2 separate regions of the Mus musculus genome follow, and region 2 is linked to region 1. The links are chromatin contacts, called in public promoter capture Hi-C maps. All regions are on one chromosome and are shown on one strand. The core of a region is the stretch at or near the end of the contact, and the rest is flanking DNA. Distances in the headings are between cores, read along the strand shown. Region 1 holds the start of Chpf2 (chondroitin polymerizing factor 2). Region 2 holds the start of 1500035N22Rik (RIKEN cDNA 1500035N22 gene).

Evidence for each region. Promoter capture Hi-C pulls out the DNA fragments that hold promoters and counts their contacts.
Region 2: a contact with region 1 is called in a promoter capture Hi-C map of neural stem cells. The contact joins the promoter of 1500035N22Rik here to the promoter of Chpf2 in region 1. A contact is called at or near these places in 3 of 39 promoter capture datasets (embryonic stem cells, neural stem cells and pre-B cells), 2 of 115 datasets of contacts at active chromatin or transcription factors (bone marrow-derived macrophages and memory CD8 T cells) and 1 of 9 other capture datasets (adipose tissue).

What each region holds. Positions count from the first base shown.
Region 1 is chr5:24,584,757-24,590,791 of GRCm38.p6, forward strand. Chpf2 (chondroitin polymerizing factor 2) reads left to right here and starts at 1,994. Exons shown (of 4, transcript NM_133913.2): 1 at 1,994-3,544; 2 at 4,341-4,905; 3 at 5,553-5,735. The coding sequence starts at 3,282.
Region 2 is chr5:24,982,441-24,988,559 of GRCm38.p6, forward strand. It overlaps 1500035N22Rik (RIKEN cDNA 1500035N22 gene), which reads left to right and starts at 3,402. Exons shown (of 2, transcript NR_166410.1): 1 at 3,402-3,596. The region is part of intron 3 of Prkag2 (protein kinase, AMP-activated, gamma 2 non-catalytic subunit); the gene reads right to left.

The DNA.
Region 1 (6,035 bases), core at 744-3,243:
ATGTGGGAAGGCCCACCTCCAAGTAAGTGGTAGTGTTCCCTGGACTTGGGTCTTGAACTGCAGGGAAAGGAGAAAGCTGCCTGAACACCTGCATTCAACGGCCTCTCTTTCCTGGTGCAGTGTGATCTGCTCCCTGAAGCCCCCACTGCCAGACTGACTGTACACTGGAACAATGAACTAAAACAAACCAATCACAGCAGCAGGGAACGTGCTTAACACAGAAGATGCAAGGTCGCTGAAATACAGCTACTCAGAAGTCCCTAGGCACATGGAATAAACTACACAAGTTCTTTCACCAAGGACCGTCTGAGAGTGGCTGTTTTTACTGAGCTGTAACACTTGTGGAAGGGTTCTCTTTCCCGAAGCATTCATCGCTGGACCTTGGCTGTCCAGACTCACGCTGCTGCTCACTCTGCCCCGGTCACTGTTGCTGCCTCTGTAGCTGGACCTAGGCTATCTGCCCAGTGCAAGCTGCCCAAACCTCATCTCTTCTCTTCTGAGAGCTGTAACACTTCCGGCACTCCTGGCTGGACCCAGGCCCCCTGGAACCTATCCATCTTGGTTCTGCCTAGAGACTGGTAACCCCAGCACTTTTGAGACTTAGGTAGGAAGATGGCTGTGATTTCAAGATCACCCTGATCTACATAGCAAGACCTTGTCTCAAGGAAACAAAACAAGTGATACACGTTATAACCGTAAAACATGGCTAGGATTTCAGTTTGCATATGGAAAAATGTAAAACATCAGTACAGTAGCTTTTCATATTGCTTATATGTTGAATTGATATTTTATTTATACCTAATACCATAAAATATTAAATATTTTATACCTAATATGTGTGTTTATTAAATATATTTATACCTAATACGATAAAATATTAAGTTAATTCCACCTGCTTCTTTTAGTTTAATAATTGTGGCTATAGTCAGGTGTGTTGGTACATGATCGTGATCCCAGCACTGAAAGGCAGGAGCAGGTGGATCTGTGAGTTTAAGGTCAAAGTCAGATGGCCAGACCCAATGTCAAAAATAAAGCAATAGCCGGGTGGGGTGGCACACACCTTTAATCCCAGCACTTGGGAGGCAGAGGCAGGTGGTTTTCTGAGTTTGAGGCCAGCCTGGTCTACAAAGTGAGTTCTAGGACATCCAGGGCTATACAGAGAAACCTTGCCTCGAAAAACGAGAGAGAGAGAGACAGAGAGAGAGGGAGAGAGAGAGAGAGAGAGAGAGAGAGAGAGAGAGAGAGAGATTGTCATGAATGTGACAGTACAAATGTATTCTGAACACTGACATACATTTATAAATGGTAAAAGTTCTCCAAAGTGGTAGCTTTGTACATCCGAAGCCTGACAATCTTCCTTCCGTCCAAGTGAGTTGTTTCTTACAGATGTAGCATAGGGAAGGTGTGGTACACACCTTTAACAATAGTGTGGTATCAGAAGACAACTTGATGGAGTCAGTTTTCTCTTTTCACCAGACATAGAACTCAGATTATCAGTCTCGGTGGCAACCACCTTCACATGGTGAGTCACCTGACTGGTGCTTAATTCCGTACTTTTCTGCCTTGAGACACCAGAGTGTGTTAGTATCCATGGCTTGCTTCAAGCGATTCTCACCGCCTTAAAACTACTGAGTTCTAGGTTAGCCCAGGTCTGTTCGTTCCTGGTCACATGTCCCTCATCCTTTTACCTAGTAGAGTTGAAAATTTAGTAGAGAAACATTTCTTGAGCCGCTAAATAGGCGCTGGTGTTGCGCGGCCGGTTTAGTTGAAGCGTGCTCAGAAAAGGGGAGGGCATCTTTCTTTAGCGCTAACAGGGTTGAGATGAATTGGGGAGCGTCTCTGTGCAGACGGGATTCACTCACCGTGGCGCTAGGAGCCAGGGCGTTGGAATCCAGAGGTGCAGCAGCAACCATAGAGAGCGACTGTAAGGAGCGAGGGGCCGGATGCGGTCACCATAGAGACGGGAGACTGACAGGCAGCGGAAGAGGAAGCCGAGGGCTGGCTTGTGAGGTGGCAGCGGCAGCAAAGCGGAGCTCCTCGGCCCGCCACAGGGTGGGCTCACCCGCGAGGCGGCTCCGTCTGCCGTGGGGCTTGGGTGTTCCTGTTCCCCTGCCCGGCAGGACCTGAGAACCCGCTCGGTCCTGCTGTCCGCCGCGAGCTCCCCTCCACCGCCCAAGTTCGCAGAGCAAACCAGCTGGACGCAAGGCCTTTTCTGCAGTCGTGGGACGTAGGCGATTAATTTCTGTCTCCAGACGGCCGGCTAGGACTCGCTCTGTCCCTTCTTCTGGGGGCTGGCACGGTGCTGTGGTCGCCAAGGGAATAATAGGGCACTGACTGGCGCCCTATTGGAAGGTGCCCTGTTGGAAGGTGGTGAGCCTCTGCTGGCCTTCCCAGACCCCCGCGTTTCTCTAACTGCTGCTGTCTCCCGGCTTGCTTTTGCTTTATTTGGCTTTGTTTGATAACCTCTAGCCACAGCAAGAGTGTCTGTAATTTGTCTCCTGCTGTTCTTAGATATGTGGGCAGCATAGCTTTGCAGGACGAGTAGGATGGCTAGCAAAATGGCTCCATCAGCCATTGCGCTCCTATGAGAGGCCAGCTGTGCTGAGTCACTGTGACTGCTCACCTCATTTGGGTGGGTAGGTGGGTGGGCACCATTCATAGCTGGTGATCTTATCTGACAAGGAGGGGATTTCTAGAGTCTGTGGCTCTCTTTGACACTCAGGAGCGGGGTGGAAGGAGGTGCTGACCCCTTCTCTAGTGCTTGCCTGCAGCAGCGGCAGATCAGCAGTTCCTCTGGGGCCTGAGGAGACATAGTGGGCCAGGATAGCTTCAGCATGGCACAGGGTGTCTGAGGCAGGCCCTTTTGGTCAGACTGTTGTTGGAATGGCGCATGCACTTTGCCCTAAGCTCTGTGTCACTGGGTGCTGCTGACTTGAATTAGGCCCATGTTTCAAATGGCTGTAGACCTTCTGGGGTTAGGTTTGGCAGGACTGCACTTTCTTTTTTCTTTTTCCTGGACTACAGACTGCAATCCCCGTAGGGAGTGGCATTGCTCACATAGACATTAGTATTTTACTGAGGGTATCAGCACCATGGCCACTGAAGACCAGACATAGGGTTGGGAAGACTTGGTGGGGATGCTGGGCTCCTTTTTCTGTTGCTGACCTCGTTGACTCCGGGTTCTCTGGGTAAAACCGTGGGCTACTGCTGGCCTGTGGCCCATCAACCTACTCATCCTTGAGACTGTGCCCCTGGGGCGCCCTGTGTCAGGGCCTGCCACCATGCGACTGAGCTCCCTGCTGGCTCTGCTGCGGCCAGTGCTCCCCCTCATCCTAGGACTGTCTCTGGGATGCAGCCTGAGCCTCCTGCGGGTTTCCTGGATCCAGGGTGAGGGAGAAGATCCCTGTGTAGAGGCTGTGGGGAAGCCAGGAGGGCCACAGAATCCAGACTCAAAAAATGGGCTGGACCAAGGCGATGAAGACTTCAGACCCAGGATTGTGCCTTACTACAGGGATCCTAACAAGCCCTACAAGAAGGTGCTCAGGTGAGGGTGACTGTGCATAGTCCTCCAGCACTGACGCTCAGGTGAGGGTGACTGTGCATAGTCCTCCAGCACTGATGCTCAGGTGAGGGTGACTGTGCATAGTCCTCCAGCACTGACGCTCAGGTGAGGGTGACTGCATAGTCCTCAGCACTGATGCTCAGGTGAGGGTGACTGTGCATAGTCCTCCAGTACTGACGCTCAGTTGAGGGTGACTGCATAGTCCTTAGCACTGACGCTCAGTTGAGGGTGACTGTCCATAGTCCTCCAGTACTGATGCTCAGGTGAGGGTGACTGTGCATAGTCCTCAGCACTGACGCTCAGGTGAAGGTGACTGTGCATAGTCCTCCAGTACTGACACTCAGTTGAGGGTGATTGTGCATAGTCCTCAGCACCAGCCCTCACTCTAGAGCTGTTTGCTGCTGTGTTTATGTTGCTACTCAGTGTTAGTTTCCTGGAAGCACTTGTCTTATTTCCTATCTTAGTTTGCTCCTATTTTATCCTTCCCCAAGTCTGAGAGTGTCTTACCCATTGGTGTTAATGTTCACTGTTCTTGAACAGAGCTGTACCTGCACCAACCTACTAAATAGATCTGAGTAGAGCCTGTCTCCACATAGCCAAGTCCAGCCTCGTCCACTCAGTGGGCACTCACCCCGGTAGCTAGTTATTAGTGATGAGGGAGGGGGGTCTCTCCCCTCTCCCAATGCACTCCTTTATTCCTAGGAATGTATGTGCTAGGCTGGTACACGCTCCCTTAATGACTCAGGAGCTGACCCCTTATCTTCTGGTCTCTCCGTAGGACTCGGTATATACAGACAGAGCTGGGCTCTCGTGAGCGCCTGCTGGTGGCTGTCCTGACTTCTCGAGCCACACTGTCCACCCTGGCCGTCGCGGTTAACCGTACAGTAGCACATCACTTCCCTCGGTTACTCTACTTCACAGGGCAGCGAGGGGCCCGGGCTCCTGCAGGGATGCAGGTGGTGTCTCATGGAGATGAGCGGCCTGCCTGGCTCATGTCAGAGACCCTGCGCCACCTTCACACACACTTTGGGGCAGACTATGACTGGTTCTTCATCATGCAGGACGACACATATGTGCAGGCCCCCAGATTGGCAGCTCTTGCTGGTCACCTTAGCATCAACCAAGACCTGTACTTAGGCCATGCAGAGGAATTCATTGGTACAGGAGAGCAGGCCCGGTACTGCCATGGGGGCTTTGGCTACCTGTTGTCACGGAGTCTCCTATTGCGCTTGCGGCCACATCTGGATGGCTGCCGAGGGGACATTCTCAGTGCCCGGCCTGATGAATGGCTTGGCCGCTGCCTCATCGACACTCTGGGCATCGGCTGTGTCTCACAGCACCAGGTGACAGCCCCTTCAAGGCAGTCCCAGTCCCCCAAAGGTTGGCAGTGACTGAATGATTGCTGTCCAAACTGAATTCTCCAGACATCCTTTTGTCCTTCCCAGAGGCCAGCTAGCCCCTTCCGCTCTCCCTTGCTCACCTTACAGCCCTGGGGCCATCAAAAGTGTGAAATTTTAGGGACCCCTGAACAAAACAGGAAGAGGTGCCTGAAGTCATCAACCTTCCTGTCTGCCATCCTCCCCACCCCCTTTTCCACACCCAGTGCACATCACAATTAAGGACAAGGTGAAAATGTTCTAGAGTTCACCACCCTAGCCCTACCCCCACCCCCACCCCCAAGGTGGAAAGCTCTATCATAGAAGGCTGATATCCCAGGGGCAAGACATCTTCCACACCTGCCTGCTGGGATGTCCTACAGCTGTATTCTCATTGAGCAGTGGGGTTCTTGGGGAAAGAGGAGGCCCTTAGTTGCCCATTTGCCTTATTTCCAAAATGTGAGCATTAGAAGCAGGAATGGAGGTTAGGGGTCCACTGCTTCTCAGTCCCTTCTAGAGCGGTGGTGGTGACAGGTGTGAGTGCTAAGGAGACCAAGGCTTTGGGGAACCACAGCTTATGTGTGCAGCATTGATTGTCTGATTGGTCCCTCTAGGGGCAACAGTATCGCTCCTTCGAACTGGCCAAGAATAGGGACCCTGAGAAGGAGGAGAGCCCTGCTTTCCTGAGTGCCTTCGCCGTTCACCCGGTCCCCGAGGGCACCCTCATGTACCGGCTCCACAAACGCTTCAGTGCTCTGGAGTTGGAGCGGGCTTACAGCGAAATAGAACAACTGCAGGTGAGCCACTGCAGTGAGCTGTGCCTGAAGGCCATGGCTGGGAGCTTAGAGGGGTCCTGGGGAGTCCAGGGCTAGGGTGGAGACAGCCTGGGGTCCAGCTACAGTAAGCTCTGGCTTGTCAAATTTGTAGGTAAACTCCCAGAAACTTACTTAAACTACATTAGTGCTCTGCCCAGAGAGACAGGCAGCAGCATTCTAGGCGTCTAGAATTGTGCTAAAGGCCCAAAAGATAGAAGAGGGGAATTCTGTAGTGTGGGGGTCATCAGAAGTGGGGTATAGATTTGATAGATAGGTCAGAGG
Region 2 (6,119 bases), core at 2,152-4,651, 400 kb after region 1:
TAACACATACCCAGACTGATTAGATAGACACCACCCAGTCTGATTAAATGGCATTCCTCAGCTCTTTAACTGCCTGTCAACTCTCCAGCTGGCTCTGAAAGCCTCCATCGACAGCCCTGTGCCCTTTCCCCTTAATTAAGGGCACCGGGGGCATTCTCCTTCCATATGTGGGCAACCTTTCCCCTAATGCACAGGCACCCTGATAAGGGCTGGACAAGCCTTTGTGGAGAATTTGCTGGAAGAAGGCTTTGCGGTACACTTGCTCACTGGTGTTGGGGTCCGTCAGGGCAGACCCAGCTGCTCTTTTACTTGGGGGTTCTGACTGGAAACTGATTGAACAGCTAAACTTTAACTCTTCTCCCTTGCCCTGCTTCCTTTCCCCTGCATGTGTGTGTGCTGATGTGCATGTGTGTCCCTGCATGCGCAGACGGACCCATGGAGGCCGGAGGTCAGCCTTGGGTTGTGTTCCTCAGGGGCCGTCCACCTTATCTTTCCAGACAGCATTGCTCCAGAGCTTGCTGTTTTGGCTAAACTGGTCTGGCCAGTAAGCACTAGGAATTCTCCTGTTTCTGCTTTCCCATAAGTGTGTAGCAACACGCTCTCCCAGCTCTTTAAACTGGGGATGGGGATTGAACTTGAGTCCTCACACTTGCACAGTTAGCAGCCTCCTAACTGAGCCCGTTCCCTAGCTGGAGTCAGTCTTTATGACTCGAGTTACATTTGCTCACCTGAACTCAATCTGATGTTAGATCGTTCCTGTTTGTTTCACTTCTGGAAACTACAAGATGCACTTCTCTGAACTACAGACTGACCCAGGGCTCTGATGGCTGCTTGACCCTGCTGTCCCTTACAGCACCTGTGGGCCAGCTGCTTAGAACCTGTGGACTGGGAAGCTTGCAGGCCCTTGGTGATTGGGGTTGGTCCTTGCCCGATGGTGCCTGTGAGTTGCACATCTTCCTTCCTGGGAACTGTCCTGGGCTCCTTTTCTCTAAGGACCTTTTCTATGATGTCCCCTGTACTGTAGAGCCTGCATGAGCTTGGGTGTGTGCCTGGCTTACTGACTCACACTTAGGTGCTAGGGTCTTGAAGGAGACAGTGTGACAGAGGGTTGCATGGGACTGCAAAGCAGAGCAGCTTGGACATCGGCTTTCCACACCAGACTGTAGGGGGTGTTATGTCCATCTGTGCCCCAGAACCTTCAGTTGGGCTGTCTGAGGTCAGGTACTTAAGTATGCAGTGAGTCCTGTGGGCTGTGGTGTCTCTGGCTGGCAGGAGTGCAGCACCCCTGGCTTAGATCCACCAGGGGGCGCTGAGCGAGGCTGTGTGGGGATGTGGTGCCCACCATTAGCAGAGACCTAATGCCCTCACTGCAAGGAAGTGAGCTGGCTGCTCTGTGCCCAGTCCCAGGCTGAGAGGACAGGGACAACAGCTGCTTCATCACATCTGGAGGGAGGCTGGTGTCACAGGGGACACAGCTCAGATATTCTGTGACACATGACTGAATGTACAAAAGGGGTCTCCAAATGGCAAAATATTACGCAGCCTTTCAAGGGTGTGTGGAAGGTATGAGAGCATGGGGGAGCCTCCAAAAGCATGGGAGAAACCCAGCACAGCTCAGGAAGACCTGACACAGCACAGATATGTACTGTGGCCCACAAGGACCTAAGGGCATCGGACAGAAGAGATGGAGAGAAACACACGGCTCAATTTCATTCTGTGAGGGCCCCAGAATGATCAGATTCATAGAGACAGTAGACTGAGGGGTGCCAGAGATGGGAAGGATCATTGTGTGATAAAGGCAGTTTGGGAAGATGAATTCTGAGAGTGGAAGAGGGATGGGGGGTGGGGGGCGAGCTGGCATCATAATGAGCATGTGCTTAATTCTCTCAAGCTGTGCAGCTCCAGATGATGAAAAAAAAGTTTTATCTGTTGGTCACAAAAAGGAAGTTAGAGGAGAAGGGAGAGGGAAGGGGGGAAGGACAGGAGGGGAAAGAAGAGGAAGAAAGAGAATGAAGAAGAAAAGGAGGAGAAGAGAGGAGAGAAGAGGGAGAAGAGGATAAAGGTGGGGGATACAGAGAGGAAGGAAAAGGAAGAGGAGGAGGAAGGAGAGAAAGGAGAGAGGAAGAGGAGGAGGAGGAGGAAGAGATGGGGGATGGGAGAAGCGGAGGGTGTCTCCCCACTGGTTCCTGGCAGTGGGCTTTCCCACAAAGGCCCAAATCCAAGCCCCCCAGCCCCTCCTGGCTGTCCCTGGCTTATGGGCAGAGGTCCTCGTCTTAACATGCAAGTCACCACATTCCAAGCATAGCTCTACATATTCACAAATGTCCACTACCACTTCAGCCCCATGGCAGAGCCAGGGGCTCTGAGAAGCCCCACACACATCTCCCATCACCTTAAAAACAAACAAACAAACAAACAAACAAACAAAACAGCTCCCAAGAACAAGGAAGGCTACAGTGCACCCACTGTGTGCAGACAGCTGTTCAGGGGGACACAGACTCATTCCACCACAGGAAATGCCATCAACAAGTCTCAGATACGACAGGCAGACAGCCACAATTCGGACTCCGTAGGGACAGGTCCCAATTCTTTCCTGCACAACCCCTTCCAGAACAATCTTCAAGCATTTTGAAATGTTTTTGAACTTTCATGATTCGGACAACGTGATCGAATGCATCGAGAGCCATTGCTATCCCAGGGAGGAGCTGGTCCTAGAGTGGTGAGGTCTGTCTTCCCACAGTACTTCCTCCCCAGGAGGATGGGTGGTCCTTCAAGTACCTGAAGGTTCTCCTTCCCCAGGCTCACTCCTGGGGAACACTTGTGTCACAGCGTTCCCAAGCAATTCAGTACTTCAGATGCTGTCGCTAGGAGCTCTCACGCTGTCTGTTCTGCAAACGACAGCAGCCCTACCTTCCAAAAAACACAACCCACAGAAGAAGTAAGACTGAAAAGCTGAACAGGCCAGGTGGAGGGTGCCCGTCAGCAAGACTAGAACTCAGGAGATGGATGTGAGGGTAGGGCTAGCCTGGGGTACATGAAGAGGCTGTCTGGAACATACAACCCGCCTTGGGTAAACTGTGCTTTACTATTGAATGCTTTAGTTCAGAACAAAGGACAGCTGAGGCCTCTACATGGGGAAGAGCCAGGCCACAGCAGTTCTGAGGACACTCTAGTGTGTCCCCTCCATCCTGTTCTTTCTACTCTTGAGTGGGTGCGCGCATACAGAGACCCAGCCGCTGCATCAGCGCATAACTGGATGGGAAGGGTCCTGCCTGCTCTCATTTTCCTTCATTTTTCTATATTAGGGGCAAGATGATCTATTTTTAGTGTGTAGCTGGTGTAAGTCAGGGGTTGCTATAGCAACGGCAAGTGGCTACAAACCCAGTGCCGCTCCGGTTCCCAGTCACAGAGAAATCCTGACAGAAATGCAGCCCTGGAGGATGGAGCGGCCCTGTTCTTGGGGGTTCCTGGCTCCTGTCCTCATGGCGTGCAGTGCCATGGGCAGGCTGAGGCTGAGTGTGCTAGGAAGCAGAGACTATACAAACTAGGAACCGTGAGAAGAGCTGACTGGGAATGGGTGCCAAGCTCAATCACAGGTGAGGAGAGAGTCCTACATTTGTGCAGCTCTTAGACAATAGGCAGAGGCAGGCTGGCATGCACTGCCTGGGCCCAGGGTAGCAGGCAGGGGATTGGAATGGGCTGTCAGTGTTGGTTTGTTGAGTCAGGGTCTCCTGTAGGCTCAAACTCACTCTGTAGCCAAGGATACCTTGAAGTCTTGATCTCGCTATTTTGTCTCTCGAGTGCTGGGATTACAGGCATGAGCAATCATAATTATATAGTGCTGGGAATGGAATCCAAGTCTTTGTGCACACTTTTTATCTACCTACTGATCTACATCCCCACCCTAGGCTGCCTACCTTTTAAGGCTGCCTCTGTGTGCACCTACCACCAGGGGCCCCAGACTGAGCCCAGCAGATGAGAAGGAACCTGGAGACTGAGCGTGCCATCCTCAAAGGCTGGGTGTATGATCTGTGTCCTATGTAGACTGTGGCCTGCCGAGCTCCCTGAGACAACGCTGCACTCAAAGTGTAAAAAAAAAAAAAAAAAAGAAGCCAGGACAATTAATGTCTAGGTTTACAGGCAGTGGGAAATGTGTTTTAAAATGTAGTTTTCTAATGACTCGGGGTAGTGAGGTCAGGGGATGAGCTTCCTCTGGAAAGACAGTGTATTACAGTCCCCCAGAGGAGGGGGTGTGTCACAGCCATGGGGGGGGGAGCGGCATGACAAGGAATGCCAGGCTGCTCAGGAGGCAGAGGAGAAAGGAGAGATCAGGCAGAAGCTTGGCTCTTGTTTCCAGGGAGAAGAAAGGTAACGCAGGTGGGGCAGACAAAGACTGGCTTCTGTGGATGTTTCCATGGGCCTCAGGGGTCTCGGGGACTGGCTCTATCCCCAGCATCACAAAAACTAAACAAAAGATCTAAAATGACCCTCAGTATTAGCAGCAACACCCATCGCTCCCCTGTTGTCTTTACCTTTCTTTAACTTCCAAGAGTTTTCGTCCCCACGGCACAGGGAGGCTCCTTCCTAGAAAGCCCATTGGAGGGGAGTGGACCCTGCTTCAGGGAGGGAGACTGCAGAGGAAGGGGTCTGAGGCCCCCAAGGCTAGATTCCTCAGGCCCTCACACAGCCCAGGCTGTGGGTAGCTCCCCAGGATGAAGCTGCTTCTCTTTCTCTAAATGTCACCATCTGTCCTGTCCTGAAAAATCAAGGTCAGGGCTGCCTCTTGCTGGTGGAATATTTTCATGTCCTCCTCCACCAAGCTTTCAGCCACAGAGCATCCTGTCTGAGTGTGAGAGATGAGGGTGCAGGGTCATTTTCTCCCATCTTAGGGTTGCTTTCTCCACTGCTAGTCTACATTCTAAAGAACTCCTACTGCCCTGTTCCTCTGCTCTCTCTCTCTGTCTCTCTGTCTCTCTCTCTCTGTCTCTCTGTCTCTCTCCCTCCCTCTTCCTCTCTCCCTCTCTCTCTCTCCCTCCCTCTCCCTCCCTCCCTCTCCTTCTCTCCCTCTCTCCCCCTCCCTCTCCCTCCTTCCTTCTCTCTCTCTCTCTCTCTCTCTCTCTCTCTCTCTCTCTCTCTCGCTCTCTCACTCTCTCGTGGTTTGAATAGGAATGGTCCCCATAGGCTCACATATTTGAATGCTTGTTCATCATGGAATGGCAGTCCCTAGAAGGATTAGGAGGTGTGGCCTTATCGGGAAAGTATGGCCTTTCTGAAGGAAGTATGTCATTTGGGGGTGGGCTTTGAGATTTCAGAAGCCCAAGCTAGGCCCAAGAGTTCTCTCTCCCTGTTGCCTGTGAATCCAGACTTAGAAGTCTTAGCTACTTCTCCAGCATCATGTCTGCCTGTGTACCGCCATGCTCCCTGACATGATAATGGGTTAAATTTCTGAAACTGTAAGCAAGACCCAATTCAACACTTTTTTTTTGGTAAGAGTTTCCTTGGTCAAAGTGTCTTTTCATAGCAACAGATACTAAGACACCATCTGTCTGTCCACCCACCCAGCCCCCAATCTGTGGTGGTTTGAATAAAATGGCCCCCATTGGCTCATATATTTGAATGCCTGGTTCTTAGTTGGTAGAATTGTTTGGGAATAATTAGGAGGTGTGTAAGCCAGTCCCCATTAAATACTTTATTTTACAACTGCCTTGGTCATGATGTCTCTTCACAACAAAGGAAAATAAATGAAAACACCATATATCATCTATCTTCTATCTCCATGCAGCTGTCTGTCTGTCTGTCTGTCTGCTATCTACACATATCTATCTGTACATTTCACTATTGTACTGGTTAGTTCTTGTTTTTGTCAACTTGACACAAGCTAGAGTCATTTGGGAAGATGAATTGAGAAAAATGTCTCCATCATATTGGCTTGTGGACAAGTCTGTAGGGCATTTTTTTGATTAATGACCAAAGTGGGAAGGCCCAGCCCACTATGGGCGGTGTCATTCCCTGGGCAGGTGGTCCTCAGTAGTATAAGAAAGCAGACTGAGAAAGGTATGAAGAGCAAGCCATTATGCAGCGTTCTTCCATGGCCTCTGCCTCAGTCCCCTGCTCAAGGT